Linked DNA regions of Danio rerio: region 1 is linked to region 2. Evidence: chromatin contacts called from public Micro-C data. All regions are on one chromosome and are shown on one strand. The core of a region is the stretch at or near the end of the contact, and the rest is flanking DNA. Distances in the headings are between cores, read along the strand shown. Region 1 holds the start of niban1b (niban apoptosis regulator 1b). Region 2 overlaps niban1b (niban apoptosis regulator 1b).

Region 1 (6,718 bases), core at 1,516-4,015, 41 kb after region 2:
TTTTCCCATATAAGTAAAGCAGACTTTTTAAAGTCTAAAGTCTAGCCTTAAGGTTACTTCAAGGAGGCAAAGAAATGACAATAAATATTTAGTTGAGAAGACTGAACAATAAAGAGAAGTGAATGTTGGAATGAATTTCCACTCTGGTTCAATACTTCCTGCTCACTGCTGGCCAGATGAAATAAGGGCAAAACAATCCCCATTATGCAGGAACAGCTGTGCTCCCCATCAGGGGAAGGAAACCCATTCTCTGCAGTATATGCGCTCAGAATGTGTGACATTCCAGTCGAATCACATACGCACTGACTTCACTGCATTCACAAAGGCAGTATATCACTGATTCTGAGAGTGCTGCAAATATGCAATGAAATGCGAAACAGAATCTACAGATTTTTGGAGGAGAAAAAAGGAAATTGTGGTAACACTTCACATTATTCATCTCTTTGTGTTATACACAATAGCTCTGCTTTATAATTTGTGTCTTATTTACTTGTGAGGAGAAAATCAACTTCTATGTGCAATGCAATTATTGCATACTTTTGCTGCTACCAGGGTAACAGGCTTCATGGTATGATTAGGTTATGCATGTTTGCATTTTATACTGTACCGCACATTCAGGATTAATTAGGAGTACACTTTATTTTGGTGATCCCTTTTAGACATTCTGTTTAATATGTAAGTAGTCGAAACTGTCAACTAACTTTAGTTGGAATATTAGATTAGTGCTACTGCAGCTGATTTTACATTTAACCACATATCTTTGTAAGGGGGAAGAAATTGTGATAACACTTTATATACAGGCTGCTAGCCAGCCTGGTGAAAAGGGTGATACTTTTTTTTAAAAAAGTGAACCTTTTTGCAGTTATTCGCCTCATTTTTTTTTAAATTATGAGGTTTAAATACTGCATTTTAGTGACTTTCATTCATTTAGTTGTATTCTTTTCGGCTTGGTTCCTTTACTTATCTAGGGTCGCCACAGTGGAATGAACCGCCAACTTATCCAGCATCTGTTTTACACAGCAGATGCCTTTCCAATTGCAACCCATCACTGGGAAACACCCTTACACTATTGCATTCACACACATACACTACAGCCCATTTTGCTCACCCTATTCACCTATAGCAAATGACTTTGGACTCCTTGGAGCACCCTGGAGGAAAACCCACGCAAACATGGGGAGAACATGCAAACTCCACACAAAAATACTAATTGACCCAGCCGGGGCTCAAACCAGCAACCTTCTATCTGTGAGGTGATCGTGCTAACCACTGCGCCTACGTGACACATTTTACTGCCTTTTAAAGCATTATTTTTTGCTGGATTAGCTTGCTGGACGGTCATCATAATGATGAACCAAAAACATTTCCTAGAGATTTACATCAATTATCATTTACATCATATACCTTATTTATACATCAATTACATCATATATCAATAGTAAAACATAGGAATCTGTTTAAGTTTTAAATAAGAAACTGTAGCCTATTGTCATTTAAATATCATTAATTTGAAAATAATGACCAGCACATTCAACTTTCCGTAGCCAACACAGGATTCTGCTTGGTATTAAAGCCTTTTTCTATGGATTATTTGCACAATTTATGGCGTAGCAGTCAAAATAGGACAAATGAGCTCATCATGTATGACACAAATTCTGGACCTTTGTCAGTGAGGGGTGAGTCTTTGGGTGGGTCCTACATGCACACATTATAAGTTACGTTCCAGTTTATTTTGTGCATCTTAGCTACGTCCTAAACATTTTATGAAATTGTTTCGGGACTGATCTGATGGTATGAATAGGTATAAGGGAGGTCAACAGTGTAGTTTACATCCATTAATACTGCATGTTATTATAAAATGTAATTATACAGTGTTAATCACTGGTTCTCAGCTATAGTCTTTGAGCTCAATTCAGCCTTCACTAAACAATGGGGCAAACAAAGATGCTTGCATTGATTTAACTTAAGAAACAAACTGCATTCTTGGAAAAAACACATAAAAATTAATAACTAAGACATACTTTGAGTTTGTACTGGGTCAAAATGAGTCCATATTTTACCCAATTTGAGTTAAAATAACCCAGCCTTTTGTAGAGTGTTGGGTCAAATCACAAGTATGCTGATGTTCACTTTCACTTTTTGTGAGTGCCAATTTTACCAGCAATCTATGTAATTAATTTTCACAAAACAATGAAGTATGTGAAATGGGTTATTATGACTAATCTGTGGGATAACTGCTGATAGGTGGAGTTAAAGGTGTGGTGGGCGTGTGGTAGATTTGGGTGGGTGTGCATTTTGCATGAAACTTTAACATAAACTAGTGATATTTCCTGCACTACAGCACCTTGGTTGTCGGCCTTTAGTGTTTAACAAAAGTAGGTTATTCTTGAAAATTCAGTTGCAGCAATACTTACAGATAAGGATTATTTAGTGATAAGACGCTTAATTTGAATTTACAACATAAATGCAGTAAATATGAGGAAGAAAATAGTAACGCATAAATGAGAAGTAAAGTCCCTTTCAGTAATGATTATTAATCTCAAAAATATAAATAGCTAAGTCAGCTGCAACTCGTATAGCAGATAGAGAAATCCGTTTACCTCGTATGTAGTTTATTTTGCTCTCGTCCAACAGACTGGATGAGGATGCTCCCATTGTGCCGCGTTTGTCCTGATCTGTCCCGAGTGAATTTTTCCGTTAGTCCGATTGTGATGTGAAGCACAGCGGCTATTTTGACTGGCAGATAATGACGAGCGCTAACAAACTGACTCAAGCATCTCAAACTTCCTCAAACTGCAGCGCCCGCCCGCCTATCCTCTCCGCTCTGTCAACATCCGAACTGCAGTTTTACACAGCGCTGTTTTGGGGTTAGTTTGGTTTGTTTGCGTTTTAATGTGCTCAAAAATGTTGTTAATGCAGGTTTACACTTCTTTAATGAGACTATTTTTAAAAGGTATTTAAAAAAATTTATTTTGACAAAATTGGTTTAATTCTAATAGTTTTGGAATAGACTAGAACTTATATCGTAGTTTATTAGTTTAAATCGTATTCTGCACCTACATGAACTGCTGACAGTAGCCTACAAAATGATAGACAAACGGTGAGGGCGCGTCCTGTTGAACAAAAGATAAACAGTAGGCAAAGAGCAAAATGTGCACCATGCTTCCTATGTGTAACACGCAAGGATTTAAATACAGCCTATAATTTGTGTAACGTTAGAAACCCTGTTGCTTATTTACTTAAAAAAAAAAAAGAAGTTAAGTTTGCCAATTAAAAAATGATGTGTTACCCAAAAGATGTAGGCTATGTTATACAGTAACTCTACTCCCCTCTAGAGGCACGTGTTTGCACTTGGTTTTACTCGCATTGACTTTCCACAGAATCATAAAACATTTATTTTTGCCACATAAAATGCTAGCAAATCATAATATGACAAACAAAAATGTAAATTATAAGAAACTATTTAACTTCCACTTTTAATTTTAATGGGGATAACTCTGACTCCCAAGATTCACTTTCATAGTTTAATTCAAACCTTGAACAAACTTTGTGAGTTATTTCATGTTGTCTCATTGGTATCATTTATCTAATATATTTTATCCTAATTATAACTTTGTATCTCATCATTATAATTATGTCGTCCTTGCTGAAAAAGCATCACAGACAAGGCACACAGCCTCACAGCAGGTCGCTGGTTCGAGTCCCGGTTGCAGTTGGCGTTTCTGTGTGGAGTTTGCATGTTCTCCCCGTGTTGGCATGGGTTTCCTCCGGGTGCTCCTGTTTCCCCCTCAGTCCATCCATACACCTGTGCTGTAGGTGAATTAAATAAACTAAATTGACCGTATGTGTGTGAATGAGAGTGTATGGGTGTTTCCCAGTACTGGGTTGCACCTGGAAGGGCATCCACTGTGTAAAACATATGCTGTATAAGTTGGCGGTTAATTCTACTGTAATCCACTGTAATCCACTGTAATGTCCAAAAGAAAACTAAATAAATTGAAACATCACAGACAGTTTGATGGTTTCCTGTGCAAAAACATAGGCTGCTGCTGCACACCCTCAGTTTTCAACCATTAAAACATTTTTGTCTAAAAAAAGGGGGAATGGTTTCTTAGATGTTTTGGCTGGCACATATAAAATTTATTAGTATTTAGTGGTTTTAACCTGTTACCAATAGAAGGCAAACTAATTTCCAGTCTTTACGAAATTTAGTCATGGTTTTACTATTTGTGGCTTTTGTAGTTAAGCCATGGAACTAGAAATTGCATGGTTCTGGTACATAACCATTAACCATGGTATTTGACATAAAAGCAAGGTTATATAAATGATAATAAACATGCCAAAAATATCATAGAACACTTACTATAATGAAGGTTCATTTTCAAAAGGAATACCCTTAGACACCATTATGATCACATTATTGTATGCTTGATATTAGTGGATATTTGGCAATTCTGCTCTGTGTTATGTGATGTTTATTATTATTATTATTATTATTACAGAATTCTGCATGCAGGGTTTCAGTTTTAATATCTTGCTCTGAGCTGAAATGTTGTACTGGGTTGAACTACAAATACATCCAGCATCCACCAACTCAAACAACTCACCTATTAAAAGCATATCATATCAAAATCATAAGGGACTATCACAGACAGTTTTCTTTAAAACTTTACAATATCCACTCAATATCCAATGCAATTGTCATTGCATTTTCAGCAGATAATTCTGACTTTAATATAGGCATGAATTTTCTTTATTATTTCATGTGGGACAAATTGGCCTCTATGTTTTTTTCCCTCATATAAAAACAATCTCATTTTAGGACTGTGGTCAAGGCTGTGGTTTGTCATTAGTCTCCTTTAATGTATCGGACTGTGGTCTTTCCTAAACGCCTCTAAAAACAGTTTGGATTTAGTCATCAATGAGCCACAAATAAACCATTTTTGACATTAGCAAAGCGAATGATTCCAAGACTGACTCTATTGCTGAAAATACCACATTTCCCAGAGTTCCTTTGGACCGACTAAATCCGCCATATTGAGCTCACCAGAACGCGCTGGCAGGAGAGAGAGTGTTCACAACATTGAGATGTAAGTATGTAAACAGCTGCGTTTTTACTAAAATATATGCTTATTGCTTGTCGACGTTAACGGCTTAATTAGCACGAAATGGTTTAAATGTCACAATCTCGCCGACATTGATCTCCGAGGTGATTAATAGAGCCTGTAAAAACAGCATCTGGATTAGCCGTGAGAGTTAGCCGTTAGCTTTACGTTTTCATGACAGCGCAGGCGATAAACATTACCGCCGTATTTATTTTCTCTTCCGCGTATTTCATTTTGGAGTACTTGATATCTATATGTTGCTGGAAAGCAGGCACAGTACGTCAAAAGACACTTTGTATGTGCAGGCAGATGCTTCGTGCATTCAGTGACACAAAGAGTTATAAGTGCATCCAGGAGCTAATTTTAGCCTGCTAGCTCACTGTCTACTTGGTTAGACAGATAACGTTAAATGATTTATTACATTATGATTAGTATGATAATATAAAAAAACACTCAATGCTGATGACTGAGGTAAACATGCTTAGGGATTTCTGGACAACGTGCCAGTTTTAGTTGTACGTTAACGTTAACCAGCGTCAACAGAGAGGATCATCCCTCAGATGTCAGTTGTCAAAGATAATCACCGTAAAACTCTTTTGTCCTTGTCCTGATTAAGAATATATTTGAAAAATCGTGGTTACAAAGTCTTTAAGTCCTGGATAGAAAAAAAATCATCACAAATACATAAACTTTAATTTGTCGTTTGTCTTGTTTCTGTCTGTACATGTAGCACTTGTGGCAGAATTTGGTATTTTGACCTTCTGTCAATACTCTTCTCTACTGTTATTTTTTACAGAAAAGACGTGGTGTATGAAGATGACACAGACGGTCCAGACAAATGGGGTTCAACCCCTCAGCAAGACCTGGGAGCTCAGTCTATATGAATTACAGAGAACTCCACAGGTAACGTTAAAAAAACTACTATTGTATAAAGTAGACTAACCATAGTCCATACACAGCGACGTTCCGTACAGATGACCTTTTAACACCAATACTTGCGGTTCATAGACAAGGTATATATCTGAGTAATCTTTGCATCTCACTCGTTCATTCACGATCATAACAAAGACTCTCCTACCAAATGTTTCCGAAAAAAATCAGTATGTTTCCTTCGTCCACCTAATGTGCTTGATAATTAACTGTGGGCAAGCTTAAGGTGTGAGTTTCGCTTAGGAGGGGAGACATTTAGGGCAAGAAAAATATGCATTTGAATTGAATTTATGCATTACACAGTATTACAGTGTTAGTTTAATGAATATCATGCTATCACTAATTGTTAAATAAATGATCTTTTGTTGAATAAATGCTTTAAAATTGTCATGCTGTGTAAAAATAAGCATGATCTAAAACTTAAACAGGGCTCGAAATTAACTTTTTTACTTGGTAGCACCGGTGCTCCCAACTTTAAATATTTAGGAGCACCAAAATAAATTTAGGAGCACCAGAAAAAATTTAGGAGCACCCACCAAAAATGATGGAGCACCGCTGCAAATTGCTTTTTAAGGGATTTATTGTATTTTAAAACAACATCAATAGGACTGACAAAAACCAGAAACAACTATCTAACTAATGCTGCGAAGACATTGATATTTGTGTGCAATAATTCCAAAATG
Region 2 (7,089 bases), core at 3,642-6,141:
CTGCCTGACAGCCTGGAAGCCTGCGCTCACAGGACCCATCAGCTCCTCCAGGATGGAGGTCAGGTACGGGGACACGCTCTCTGAGCAGTACTTCATGGCAGGATCTGAGACTAAAGCTGAACACAAACAGAAAGACAGTGGAGCTGAAGACTGTAGACTCTCACTATTCATTCACTATTCTTCGGCTTAGTCTCTTTTTCAGACTTTGCCACAGCGGAATTAACCGCCAACTATTCCAGCATATGTTTCACACAGCGGATGCTCTTCTAACCGCAACCCAGTACTGGGAAACAACCATAGACACTCACATTCAGACACATACACTAGGGACGGTTTAGTTTATTCAATTTACCTATAGTGCATGTGTTTGGCGGAAACCGTAGCATTCGGAGGAAACTCATGTAATACATATTTAAATTAGTAATCTAACGGTCATAAATGTTAGAATTTTGGTTGAAGTCAACTATAAAGTTACTTGTATATTTTGTACATTTTGTTAAAGAAAATGTTTAAGATTTATCCTTAGCAGATTCATTATTGGCCAACTCTGTGATCGTGTTATTCATGTGAATTCTCTCATAAAAAACACAATAATATGATGAAATGCATTTAATTCTGTTGAGGTTGAGGTTAGCCTCTTGAGCTAAAGCACAAAATGGTGGAAAATATCAGCTCTGTTATTGTCAACTCTGTAATTTGGGGGGCGGTTTGGACGATTCTAAGGGCCCATACATTTAGGGGGCCCCCAGAGATATTATCAAGGGCCCGCGCCAATCAGTGGCACCCCTGACTACGGCCAATTTAGTTTATTCAGTTCACCTATAGCACTCATGTCTTTGGACTGGGGAGGAACCCAGACCACCTGCGCAAACACAGGGAGAACATGCAAACTCCACACAGAAATGCCAAATGGTCCAGCCAGGACTCCAACCAGCGACCTTCTTGCTGTGATGCGACAGTGCTAAACACTGAGCCACCGTGCGACCCGGCATCGTGCATTATTTTACATTAATAATGGATTCAGTTTACTGTACATTTTCTATATCATTCAAGGGAACAAGTACTCTCAATTAAAGACTGACAAATCAGTGTTGATATAAAGAGGAAAAAAAATGATTCTGTAAAATGAATCAATGTTAATAAAAACGATTCCATCTAACATTTAAAATAGAGGGTAATTACATTTGTGTTATTAGTGCTGAAATTTAATGTGTTAATTAATTATGAAAAGCAACGTTAAATTTGTTTTTGTAATGCATTTAACAGTCACCTCAGTCTTGCATTTAATTCAGTTTATTAGGGATGAACAAGCAAGCCCACAACTTACTACATGGTGGAGCCTGTGGAAAACAGTTCTATGACCTTAATATTTTATCGAATTTTATCATATACGAAATTTTTAACACAAGAAAACACAAATACAAATATGATACCCACTTTATACAAGATTTTAATAAAAATTGAGTTATTATTGTGTTATGCTTTTGACACAACAAATCTCTTTTGGTCAATTTAGCCAATGAATATAGTATGTATAAAGCTGAAACTGAACTGTTGTGTGTTTGATTTCTGATGAATCTGTGTTTTGAACGAATTTGGGGTGCGTTTACCAAACAACCACGTAACTCGCGGCTGAACTATCATAGTACAATGTATCATTTGGGAAAAGAATGATATTGTGACCAGTGTTTCCCAAAAACCGTAGTTTCTCTGTTGCAGATCCATCATTTGAACCACGTTAGTCATAACGTAAAACGCCCATAATGATGCTCTAAACAGGGTGGTAACTTCTTTAGAGAAGAATCCCATCATTTCTTTGTGCAAACTATATTGTTTTACATGCACACGCATTTAAAATAAAATCCAATATTAGATTTGGTAAAAACATGCACTCACTTTCCATATTAATTGAAATATATGTAAAGGGCACATATAGGGCCTGTTTCCTTTATAAATATAATTGAGAACATTACATATTCTATTCTAAAACATAAAATTACAAAAGCTAATGTATTATTATTATTATTATTATTATTATTATTATTATTATTAAGTAGGATATTGTTTATTCATTTATTTATTTATTTTTTGAAAAGTCTACTTTTACAATTTGACACATTCAAACCTCTATAGAAATGTTCTACATTACCAACAGGCCCATGTCATATACAGATACATTTCATAATAAATAACTATAAACTAAAAGCATCAACGTATTCTATTATGTTTTCACAAGCTTTGGAAGCTTTCCGCTTTTAAATAATGGGTCACCTATAGCTTTCATCATGAGCCATGACTGTGTTCAAAATGATATCAATGTTTTCAAAGTGGACTGCGAAGGGGGCGCACTTGTAAACATGAAAATTGATAAAATGGAACTGTAAAAATAGTTTGAAAGCAAATTACATCCAAGAAAGATAACTTTAAAGCTTTTTTTATTATTCCAAGTTAAATGTTAGAATGTTCTAAATGAATTGGGCATAGGGGGATAACGGGGAATAGAACACAGCCAGGAACTATGTTTCTAACAGCTCTAGAGGTGTAATTGCAAGTGTACAAGTTTGCGATGCAGTTTGCGAATGTTCATTGGAACGATGGATTTGGGAAACACCAAATCAAGGAACTATGTTTGTAATGAAGGAACTTGCCATTTTTTCGGAAACGCACCCTGTAAGCATTCAGTCACCAGAACATAAAAAGAGAGCGCTATTTACTTTATTTCTTCATTCCTGAAAACAGGTTTTGATGCTTAATATTTTCACAAATTTCCAGAAATCTCTAACAAATAAAAAGTTTAATAAGAACAGCATTTATCAGAATAAGAACTCTAAATATAAACATCATAACTGTCTTTAAAGTCACTTCTGATCAATTTAATGCACCCTTGCACAAGAAAAGTATTGATTTACAACCCAATCCTTTAAACCACAGACCTAATAAAGACAGAAGGAACTAAAACATTATACACAGAACTTAATTCCTGTATAGATCTACTTTAATATATCCATACCTTGCAGTTTTGTTTCCACAAACGTTTGTGAGTTGATGATTTGGTCCATGTCTGAACGGATGAGCGCCTCCTGCTGTTTGCTGGCATTTATGCACTCTGTTTTCAAGCTCTCTAATCCTTCTCTGAGTTGTTCATGCACGAGCTCATAGGTCGCCTCCACCGTCTAACAGAAAACACAATCACATCCTAAAAATGGGCACAATAAACCCACTCCATCACGGACACAGAGCCGTCTTTGTCTGTATGCCAAGTCAGCTGAGACAGACAGCCGAAGAGAGTTATATCTAATTGTGTAAAATGTGTATTATTTTGGATGATGTGGAGGCCAGAAAAACAATAGTTTTTTTTTTTTTTACCATTTTTTCCAATATTTGTCTCATTAATTTTAGGCCATTAGGCAAATGCCTTAATTAAGTTTGACTGTTTTAAAGAGCGTTTACTCATGTTGAACCTTGTTTTAAACAATTTTTAATGCGCGGAAAAACTGACAGAAAACCAAAGCCAATAGATTTCTTTACCCATATCCAGGGCCAGACGGAATCTGCGGACGTTTTTTGCCATTTCTGCGGAGAACTTTGGTATTATTTTTGGAGTATCCAGTGGAGTATCATAACTAAAACCTTAATATATTAAATAAAAAGTAATAAATTACTGAATAAAAACTGAATAAAATCAGATTTACACATTTACTCAAGTAAATAAACAGAACTAATAACGGGCTAAAAATCTGCAGAAATCTGCGGAAAATCTGTGGAAAATCTGCAGAATTATGCGCGCGCAGATTCCGTGTGGGCCTACCCATATCCCACTCTGCAAATACAAACACACTTTAAAACACACAACCGCACATCCTTATTTATTCTCATTCTTTCTTGCTTTGTCAATATATCGTCGTGTATACTGTTGAATAATCAATTTAAATGATGTAAAAATAGAAAAAAAAAAGCTGCAGTAATTCGTGCCCTCTCATGGTAGTTACACACAGGGCGTACAGCTGAATGGCTGCCGGCGCCAGTTTTTCTACATGCTTCCAAATTATTGGTTGCACTTTAAGTTTGGGAAACTTATATTTAATAAGTCTCAAAAAAATTGTAATAAAAAGTGTGGGAGAAAAAATAGTTTATATGCATGCTAATAATACCTTTGTGAGAGGTGTGTTTGGCTTCGAGCTTTATTTTTATCTTTAAGAAAAGTAACATTTCATTTGTCATTTTAACATTGACTGTGACACCAATCATACAGAGCGTAATTTAATATATGTTAAATGTATTCTTTTGCTGTCTCCCACTGGGTCCTAGTGCCTGCCCAATGAGAAATTTCCAAGAAGAAAATAAGAAAACACTAATATGGGGAATAGAAATCTCAAATCTGACTCTGAGATCCTGTAAGTGAACTCTTCTTCAAAACACATGAACAGAGAAGATTTTCTAGAATAACTATCTTCTTAAATAATCGGCACTATTAAATAAAATGAAATCGAATTTTGGTCACATCGCCCACCCCTGTTTTTACATCAAGTCACATTCAGTATTTACTGCTACAGAAAGATTCATCTTCAGTTTTTGGTGCTATTCATGGTCTGCCCAAACTCATTTGTTAATTCTAATAAATTTCCTCACCACTTTCAATGGATGAACTGGGAGAATAATGACCCTCATTAAACCCACATTTTTAAATGAAGCACTTCACTGTTTGTTTACAGTTTAAAGGAAGTTACTCCCATAATTCATGCAAAGTGTCCTGCAAAGGAAAGCATGCTGTGGGAAAAGGTGGACTGCTCAAAAAAGCAGCAGCCGAGTGTCGTCTGACTGCGACACTGAACACATGCTTTGTAAATGCTCTAAGAATAGAGGCAAGGAGAGGCTGATCTCACTTACCGCAAACCAAACCCTCTTCCTCTCCGGCTTCTTCCCCTTCAGCTTGGGCAAGAGCTCCGTCTGCAGGGACGGCAGAAGATCCTCCAGCACCAGATTGGCCAGCACCTGCAGAAAAACAGTGAGAGAGTCACTGCTGTGGCCAGTAATGGCAGAATTAGAGCCGTGATGATACACGAACTAAGACTCCACAGTGACACATGGAGGAAAAACACACGTCTATAAAAATTACATTTGCTTTTCTTACTTAGAGTTTTTGTCTTGTTTCTTGTTCAAATATCTAATCCTTAAACCAAGAAGCATTCTCTAGATCGGGGTGCCCAAAGTTTGTCTTATGAAGGGCCAGACACTAAACATAATTGAGGGCTGTGGGCCGAAGATAAATAAAGCAAACTGTATTACAAAGTTGCCATGGGTAATTTGCTAGTTTTTTAAATAATATTTAAAAATAAAGAAATCATTACTGTAATCATATTAAGTTAATTATTGCATTGTAAATTTGCACATTTTATAATTAACTTATTACAATGAAAACAAACAATTCCTTTTATAACACAAAGAATGGAATTCAATGCACATTTAAATGAATCTGATCTATTTGCAGCATTTAATTGAAAGATTTAATTCAAGCTTGCTTTTTTGTAGCTCAACAATAAAACAAACAAGCAAAGTTAGAAAACACAATCTCTAATAAACGCTATCTCCTCACCCCTGACCCCCCTTATTTTTACTTTCTTCTCAAATGGGATGATGGGCCAAATCAAAGGTAATCATGGGCCAATTTTGCCCACAGGCCCTAGTTCGGGCATCTTTGTTCTAGATAAATAAAAAGTTGTCCAAAAACCAATTAGGTTTTTAAGTTGTTTTGATTTTTTCTAAATTAAAAATTATTCTTAAAAGAAACAAAATAATCTTGTATTCAGTTAAATTTGTTAAGCCCATAAACAGATTATTTTGCTAATTTAAAGTTGCAAAAATAGCTATTTTTCTGAAAACAGTATAATATTTTTATTTGTCTAGAAAATACCTCTGTCTTGCTTACAATGTTTTAGAAATGTAAAAACAAGGCAAAGCAATATAAAAGCGGTGGAATAATGTGAAGGAGGTGATTCAGTCTGCAATTCAGAGATGTGGTGGTTGAGTCATTGTGAATATAGAGTAATAAAAGGGTTACAGTCACTAAATATGCTTGAAGCATAATTACATAAAAACTGTATGTTGATAGTTTTGTTCTCAAGCTCTTTGTATAATAACTGTTTCATTGTTCATAAGATAAGTAGATAAATACATTCAAAGTTGACATAATGGTAAATAGATAACAGAAAAAACTGAGAAAGTTTTAGTTGAATTTTTTAATGTTTAAGTTTTTAATGAATTTTTAGTAATTCATTCATTCATTCATTTTTCTTCAGCTTAGTTCCTTTATTTTTGAAGGGTTGCCACAGCGGAATGAACTGCCAGCTTGTCCAGCATATGTTATATGTTCTACAATCATACACTACGGCCAATTTAGTTTCCTTAATTCACCTGTCCCACATGTCTTCTCCAAAGAAATGCCAATTAGCCCAGACGGGATCAGCGACCTTTTTGCTATGAGGCAACAATGCTGATTACTGAGCCACCGTGTCGCCTATATCATTCATTCATTTATTCATTTTCTTTTCGGCTTAGTCCCTTTATTAATCCAGGGTTGCCACAGTGGAATAAACCAGCAACTTATCCAGCTGCAACCCAGCTCTGGGAAACATCCATACACACTCATTCACACTCATACACTACAGACAATTTAGCCTACCCAATTCACCTACACAGCATGTCTTTGGACTGTGGGGGAAACCGGAGCACACAAAGGAAACCCACGCAGAAACGCTAGCTGACAGCACTACCTACTGCGCCACTGTGTTGCCCACCTATATTATATTATATTATATTATATTATATTATATTAAAGGCGGCAACACCAAAGCCCCAAAAATAAAAATTTATTAAATTAAAAAAGCTGACACAAAGTGTGTACATTTATATTTTTATATTATATGTAAATTTATATCTTTGGAGCTTTGGCGTTGCCGCCTTTAATGAAAAATTAATTTGCACCTTTTGCGTTTTTTGACTGAGCACCCAGTTAAGAGGGATGTGCGTGCTTTTGTACAGTTGTTCAAAACTGAAAATCTAAACAGAAATTCTAAACCCCAAACTTTTGAA

What was found. Hi-C and Micro-C count contacts between places; a contact is called where the count stands out from the background.
Region 1: a contact with region 2 is called in a Micro-C map of caudal fin, with 8 times the contacts expected there. The contact joins the promoter of niban1b here to the enhancer-like site in region 2. A contact is called at or near these places in 3 of 18 Hi-C or Micro-C datasets (caudal fin, hematopoietic stem cells and an unstated tissue) and 1 of 4 datasets of contacts at active chromatin or transcription factors (caudal fin).

The regions. Positions count from the first base shown.
Region 1 is chr2:26,676,041-26,682,758 of GRCz12tu, forward strand. It overlaps niban1b (niban apoptosis regulator 1b), which reads right to left and starts at 2,766. Exons shown (of 14, transcript XM_684820.9): 1 at 2,601-2,766. The coding sequence starts at 2,655. It overlaps rnf2 (ring finger protein 2), which reads left to right and starts at 5,046. Exons shown (of 7, transcript NM_131213.2): 1 at 5,046-5,090; 2 at 5,902-6,008. The coding sequence starts at 5,916.
Region 2 is chr2:26,633,255-26,640,343 of GRCz12tu, forward strand. niban1b (niban apoptosis regulator 1b) reads right to left here. Exons shown (of 14, transcript XM_684820.9): 7 at 4,888-4,992; 8 at 3,011-3,173; 9 at 1-116. Among named protein-coding and RNA genes, the nearest start is that of niban1b, 42 kb to the right of the region's middle. Within about 2 kb of position 4,892, at least 16 of the 62 cell types and tissues checked have an H3K27ac peak or open chromatin away from gene starts, as enhancers often do. A contact at or near this core is called in caudal fin, where this site is marked.